Linked DNA regions of Danio rerio: region 1 is linked to region 2. The links are chromatin contacts, called in public Hi-C maps. All regions are on one chromosome and are shown on one strand. Each heading gives the region's core, a stretch centred on a gene start, on an enhancer-like site or on the middle of the called end of the contact. The rest is flanking DNA. Distances are from core to core; before and after follow the strand shown. Region 1 overlaps agap1 (ArfGAP with GTPase domain, ankyrin repeat and PH domain 1). Region 2 overlaps agap1 (ArfGAP with GTPase domain, ankyrin repeat and PH domain 1).

Region 1 (3,460 bases), core at 255-2,754, 110 kb after region 2:
ATTTAGCACAGAGAATAATGTGTGTAACAGGCAATAAAGAAACAAGGCCGTAGGATTCACTCAAAATGGAGAATAATGTGTGTAAATGTAGGCCAAAACATATATAGAAATAAAAAATTAAAAGCCTGTATCAGAAAAAAAGTATTGCAAACTCGAGTAAATCAATCTCAAAAGCATGATAAATTGTGAAAAAACAAGCCTGTATCAAAAAAAGTGCCAAACCGAGAACCACATCTTCACTCAGAATGGGGAATAATGTGTGTAAACAGACCAATATATATATATATAACCTAAAACCCTGTATCAAAAAAATACTAAATCACTAAATAGATAAGAGTTGGCCCTCTATAGAATAAAAAATATTGGTTTTATTTTTAAATTGTATATATTACATTGTTTTATTTGTGCATTTATGAGGGAAAAGCGTTGGTTTGGATGTCACATCTCTCTGTTATGGACAGATGTGAAATTGCCACTTGTGTGACTTTGGTAAATCAAATATAATGGTTTAAAACATTGACAGAGACAATCTTAAGTATTTCTAAAGTGCTGTAAAATACTTGCTTAAACAAACTTAGAAACTATTTATGTAGTTTGGTGAAAACTTTATTTTTTTCATGGCAAGGTTGACATTTGCATGCATTGCTTGTGTATAAACAGGCGTGAATTGTGATTGGATGGTGAGAAGTAATCTGAAAAACATTCAATGATTTCTGATTCAACACAGAGTACAAAGTGTGTGACAGGCAACCCAAAAATCAGCCCATTTTAGAGTGCCAAACTGAAAACCACAATATAAACAGGCAGAAAAAAGTACGGAGAACAACTGACTGAGTAAAATTAATGAACATGCAGTGGACAAAAAAATAAATACAACAAAACAACCATATTCTTTTTGTTTAGTTTTTTTTTTTTTTTTCTAAAACGGGCCTTTAGGTATGAAACCACAATTAAATCAATCTCAAAAGCGTGATGAACTGTGATTGGAGGGTGAAAAAAACAAGCCTGTATCAGGAAAACTGACAAACTGAGAACAACAGATTCACTCAGGATGGAGAATAATGTGTAAACAGGCCATAAATGTATATATATATAGAAATAAAACATTTTCATAAAAAATGCTAATTCACTCAAATTAAAGAAAACACAATAAAATAACAATAAATATAAATAAATCACATCAAAACAACCACTTTTTTGGTTTAGTTTCATAATGGAGAATAATGTGTATGAACAAGCATAAAAAATTTTGGTTTAGTTTGCATTTTTTTTCTAAAACAGTGTATTGCAATCTCAAATAAAACAATCTCAAAAGTGTGATGAATAGTGATTAGATGGTGCAAGATAATCTGTGAAAAACATTTAATGATTTCTGGACATGAAAAAAAGATTTCAGTATAAAACATCTGTAGGATTTGATATTTGTTCTGAACTTATTGTAAGCGTTTTAAAGCTCACTGCTGCCACACAGTGTTGTGAATGCGCGAGTGCACGTTAGAACAGAGGCTGCTTTTGTGCTGCATATTTTGAAGGCCACATTTCTCATTTGTATTCATACTAACAGAGTGTCCTTACAAGTCTATAAATAAACCCATGAAGACATACGCAGGAATGAGAGAGAGAGGGTGTTGATTTCATATTTTACGGGCATTTTGGAGTGAAAACGAGAAGCCGCAGTGATAAAAGACATACTGTATAATGGTGGTCTTTAACACTGTATCAGTCTGTACATAATCTCTCTGAAATATTACTGTGAATCTTGTTGAAATATTTTTACCATTTAAAATGATTGTGTCCCTTCAAAATGTGGAGCCACACACTTCTCTATAAGTTATTTATTTCATTTGATCTGTTATTCTTATGTATTCTTGAAGATATTGTACTATGTTGTGTACTGTGAAATGGCCTTTGTACTCATTCTGTTCAAGTTAAATATTAGTTTATTTTCTTATGCTAAAAATAATGAAAAACAAATCAATTATAATTTACAGACAGATGAATTTTCACACCTTCAGTCTTTAGTATCAAATGATCCCTTAGAAATTAAATAAATTTTCAAGTAACAATTATTTTTAACCTCAATCTTGAAAACACCTGCACCACTACACATAACTTATTACACAATGTTGCTTTTTGTATTTTTTATTTTACAACAGTAGTGTCTTTTATAATATCTTTTAATTATTAAAAAAGAAAAAATAATAGTATTATTTAATAGAAATTATTATTTTAAATAAATGTATTTTTAAATATATGTTGCTCAAATAAATGTTGCCCAAAACTGAATCCCTTTATGTTTATTCATGCACCGTTAATGAATAAAGGAAATAACTTCATTCAAAAAATATATTAGCAGCTTGACTATTTTAAATGGTGGTATACATGTTTTTGAGTTATAATATAATATAATATAATATATAATATAATATAATATAATATAATATAATATAATATAATATAATATAATATAATATAATATAATATAAGGCTGATGACGGCCAATCTGAATCTCCAAAACAAATGTTTAATAAAAAAAAAAAAAAAAATAAGCACTATCCTTATTTAAAAAATGCATAGTTGCAATCTAAACAACTACATTCTTGTCTAAAAAAGCCTCAAAAGTACATTATGTTGTCCAACAGCTGCAATATTTGTCAAACTGAAGTGTCCAGTCAAGAACCAGATAGAACTGTTGTATATAATATAATATAATATAATATAATATAATATAATATAATATAATATAATATAATATAATATTAGGCGACATGGTGGCGCAGTAGGTAGTGCTGTCGCCTCACAGCAAGAAGGTCGCTGGTTCGAGCCTCGGCTGGGTCAGTTGGCATTTCGGCATGGAGTATGAATGTTCTCCCCGTGTTTGCATGGGCTTCTTCCAGGTGCTATGGTTTCCCCCACAGTCCACAGACATGTGGTACAGGTGAATTGGGTAAGCTAAATTTTCCGTAGTGTATGAGTGTGAATAAGTGTGTATGGATGTTTCCCAGAGATAGGTTGCAACTGGAAAGGCATCCGCTGAGTAAAAACATATGCTGGATAAGTTGGTGGTTCATTCCACTGTGGCAACCCCAGATTAATAAACGGACTAAGCCAAAAAGAAAATGAATGAACAAATTAATAATATAATATAATATAATATAATATAATATAATATAATATAATATAATATAATATAATATAATATAATATAATATAATATAATATATAGCTCTTTAGCTCATATAGGAAAAAGAAAGCTACATTTCCTCTCACCGTGACAACTCAAAAAAGGCACAAGGTTACCAGCTCAAGGTTACTATCGGCTGTCTTCGCTTCACCTGTGGTGCTATTCTAAGTGATGGATGGAGTGACGGACAAACACAGGCATGCATGAAAACAAGCGCAAACAGGCTAGACAAATCCTGAATGTCACACAGGCCAGGCAGTGGAGCAGACTCGGCTG
Region 2 (3,299 bases), core at 590-3,089:
AAGTTCGTCCAGTTTCTTAAAATATATAATAAGACTATTTTGCTGGAAATGTTAGTGGTTAGTTTATGTTTTGCACTAAAAAAAGTTGAAACTTGTAGTATTTATAACAGCGGTCATCAAACTTGCTCTTGGACAGCCTGATTTTAGCTCCAGCCCTAATCAAACACATTTAAACAAGCTAATCAAGGTCTTACTATGTATACTTGAAACATCCAGGCAGGTGTGTTGAAGCAAGTTGGAGCTAAACCCTGCAGGGACACCGGCTCTCCAGGACCAAGATTGGTGACCTTTGATTTATTGTTGACTGGTGAAGATATTCATGACTTGATTTCAAGTGTTTAAAGAAAAAAATGATTAATGGATCCCAATTTAAAGGAAATGTGTTGTTTTTTCTTCATTACACCAAATAAAATGTTAATCCTTGTTGAAAATGAACACAAAGATGTGCCTTTATATTAAAGTAGTGCACATTTTAAACCAGGTTTTAAAAATATTACTATTTACCACTGACCCATTTAACAAAAAAAAAAAGTCATTGCAGTTATCGAGTTATCAAGATTTTGCAGTTTGCAAGGCAAAACCTCATTCAGGAAAGATTAAAAGTCCAACATTGATAACTCTTATAGCCAGAGGGGCTGGTCTGCACCAAACTGCTGATCCCAGCAGAGCTGTCTTTCTAAACAACAAAACTGTGGTGGCATGAGCAAAAACTGACTTATTTACCCATACAGGGTTCTGGGTTTTGAAATAGTAAATGCAAGGTCTTTGTAGCCACCACAAAGCCTGTAGGGATTTTTCTTTCTTCTTGCGTAAACAAACACACACAGTCGGTCTTGTGATAATATCTCCTAATGAGTTCTCTGAGAATGCATCTATTCATGTAGCATGTGTGATAGAAACAGGGGCCGGTGTAAAAAACCCTTGCGGCCGACTGCTTTCATTGCAGAGCGCGCTGTAAAAATGTGCTCCAGCTCTACTTAGTGGTTTTGAGGTCGGGGTTCACTCTACCCAAGCTAGGGAACACTATTTTTAAACCCCGAATAGCGTAACTTCAAAAAAAAAAGTAGGAAAACATTTCAAGGGCTTGGTAGTTTTACTGGAATGTAAATTTAGAAATAGAAATCACCGCTTTCTGTTGCTAAAATGTGACATCACTTTATTGGAAATCAGAGTTTATCGTATACGTCTATCATCAGATGGCGTGCTGGCCTCAAAAGTGAACGCTTTGAGCGAGTCGTTTAAGACAAACTTCAACAGTCTCTGATGTCGTTGAAGTTTCCCTTGGCCCTCTCTGCTATAATCCAGTGCGGCAAACAGGCAATTGACATTTCTGGGGCTTTTTTCTTGCAGGGCGATTTCCTGGTAGACCACTGGTATGCGACGGGTTGAGTTTTATATGGTAAAGTGCAAAGGAGAGGACGAGACGTGATTAAGGCCTGTTGGTCCGCTAACTGCCCTGTGACCTCATGCTCTCTATGGGACCCTCATGCATTGCAGTTAATAAATTTAACTTTCAGCAATCTTTAAATAAAGCCCTGATTTTTAAAGGTTTACCTACATTTTGGCCAACTCGGCTCTGTTTGAAATGCCAGCTTATAACATGGCTACATAATAACAGTCATAAAAGAAGTGAAATATTGATACAGGGAGCTTTTGAAAGCAGATCCTCGCTCGGGAAAGACAGCATATTGTGGTGGTCTGGCGGCGTGCCTTGAATGTTCTCAATTATACATGGAGAGTATGGCAGAATCTTCCAGCGCAACTGTACTCGGCTAACAAACTAACAGCAGGTGTGCAGAGAGAAAGAAAAAGAGATAATAAGAGGGAAAGCAGAAAGGAGAACGAGAAATAAAAAGTATCTTTGGGTTATGCCTTGGCTGTGTAAAAAAGAAAGGAATATTAACTGTATTAACACAAACATTTAAGACTTAAAGAGATAGTTCAGCCAAAAATGAATTTGAGAGTCCAAAAATAAAATGAATATCCGTGGCTCTTAATGATACTTTGATCCTTATGAAGCAAAACAATTTGTCTGTAATAAAACTGATCATCATTTACAAAATGATTATCATTAATCTACAGCTTTAGCATTCAGAGCTTTTTGTTGTATATGGCATTTTTATACCAGGTCACTTAATGCTTTTTCTCAAATTCTACAGCTGTCTGACTTGTGAAAATGGTTCCATTTACATTTGGCCATATAAATGTTTCTCCATTAAATGGATATAAATCCAATCTTGGAAGGGCATAGCAGCATAAAACATGCCAGAGTAATTGGTGGTTCATTCCGCTGTGGTGACCACTGATAAATCAGGGACTAAGCTGAAGGATAGTGAGTAAGTGAAATCCAATCTTCAAATCCCACACTATATGCAAATTTAACTAGGTTACATTGACAAAGCATTTTATTTAATAACTTTAGAGAAACGTAACCTGCAATCTTTTTTGCATTGGAAATAATTCCAATAATCCCAAATGGTCATTTGTGGCATTGCAGTTGTGCGTTACAAATAAGTGCTGTTATATCTTACTATGTCTAGCAACTGTGGTTCTCAACCAATTTATGCATGGGAGTGAAGCAACGCAACTCACACGGGTAGGTCAGGTGATCATGCAAAATGGTGGATGTAGTATGTCCGAATTCCATTCATACTGCTCACATTGATACTGTAGAGAACATACTTTTCGAATAGCTGAGTAGTACATTTAAATTCTACTGCAGTGCCCACTGAGTAGTAGACGATTTCGGACGCAGCCCAAGTCTCCTTAACCAAACACACCTGATTCAGATCATCAGCTCATTAGCAGAGATTAGAAGACCTGAAAAAGTTGGAACAGACAAAGCAAAACGTGCAGTGCTGGTGGTCCTCCAGCAATATTGTTGAGAACCACTGTCCTAGAGCATTTAGAAGGTCTAATGCGTTTAGACCGGTCCAGTTTCATCAGGATTGAGTCTTAAGCCTGGTTTATACTTCTGCGTCAAGTGATCGGCGCACTCCCTCTGGAAGTAATGTTCTACTTAAGAAAAAAAATTATCTATATCTTGGATGGCCATACATAAGCAACAAATGTTCATTTTTAGCTGAACTATGTAAAAAACAGAAGGACACATGTCCGCTATTGTAAACAGTGTTTGGAAAGTATCAAAGTGAAAGTAAAAAAAGTCTTTACAATATTACTAGTGAGACAAAAAAGCATTTGAATAATCCCCGTATTTAAACACCTACCTTCAGGACTCTCTTCCTGTACATATGTCCCTGTCAGATACCTGTGCACCAGCGCAGACTTCCCACTGGCCA

Evidence for each region. A called contact is a pair of places that touch in the nucleus more often than the background predicts.
Region 1: a contact with region 2 is called in a Hi-C map of embryo, with 2.9 times the contacts expected there. The contact joins two enhancer-like sites. A contact is called at or near these places in 6 of 18 Hi-C or Micro-C datasets (caudal fin, embryo, fibroblasts and 2 more) and 1 of 4 datasets of contacts at active chromatin or transcription factors (caudal fin).

The regions. Positions count from the first base shown.
Region 1 is chr6:17,334,582-17,338,041 of GRCz12tu, forward strand. The region is part of intron 1 of agap1 (ArfGAP with GTPase domain, ankyrin repeat and PH domain 1); the gene reads right to left. Among named protein-coding and RNA genes, the nearest start is that of agap1, 76 kb to the right of the region's middle. Within about 2 kb of position 1,505, at least 23 of the 62 cell types and tissues checked have an H3K27ac peak or open chromatin away from gene starts, as enhancers often do.
Region 2 is chr6:17,227,967-17,231,265 of GRCz12tu, forward strand. It overlaps agap1 (ArfGAP with GTPase domain, ankyrin repeat and PH domain 1), which reads right to left. Exons shown (of 18, transcript XR_012407728.1): 3 at 3,228-3,299. Among named protein-coding and RNA genes, the nearest start is that of gbx2, 180 kb to the left of the region's middle. Within about 2 kb of position 1,840, at least 5 of the 62 cell types and tissues checked have an H3K27ac peak or open chromatin away from gene starts, as enhancers often do.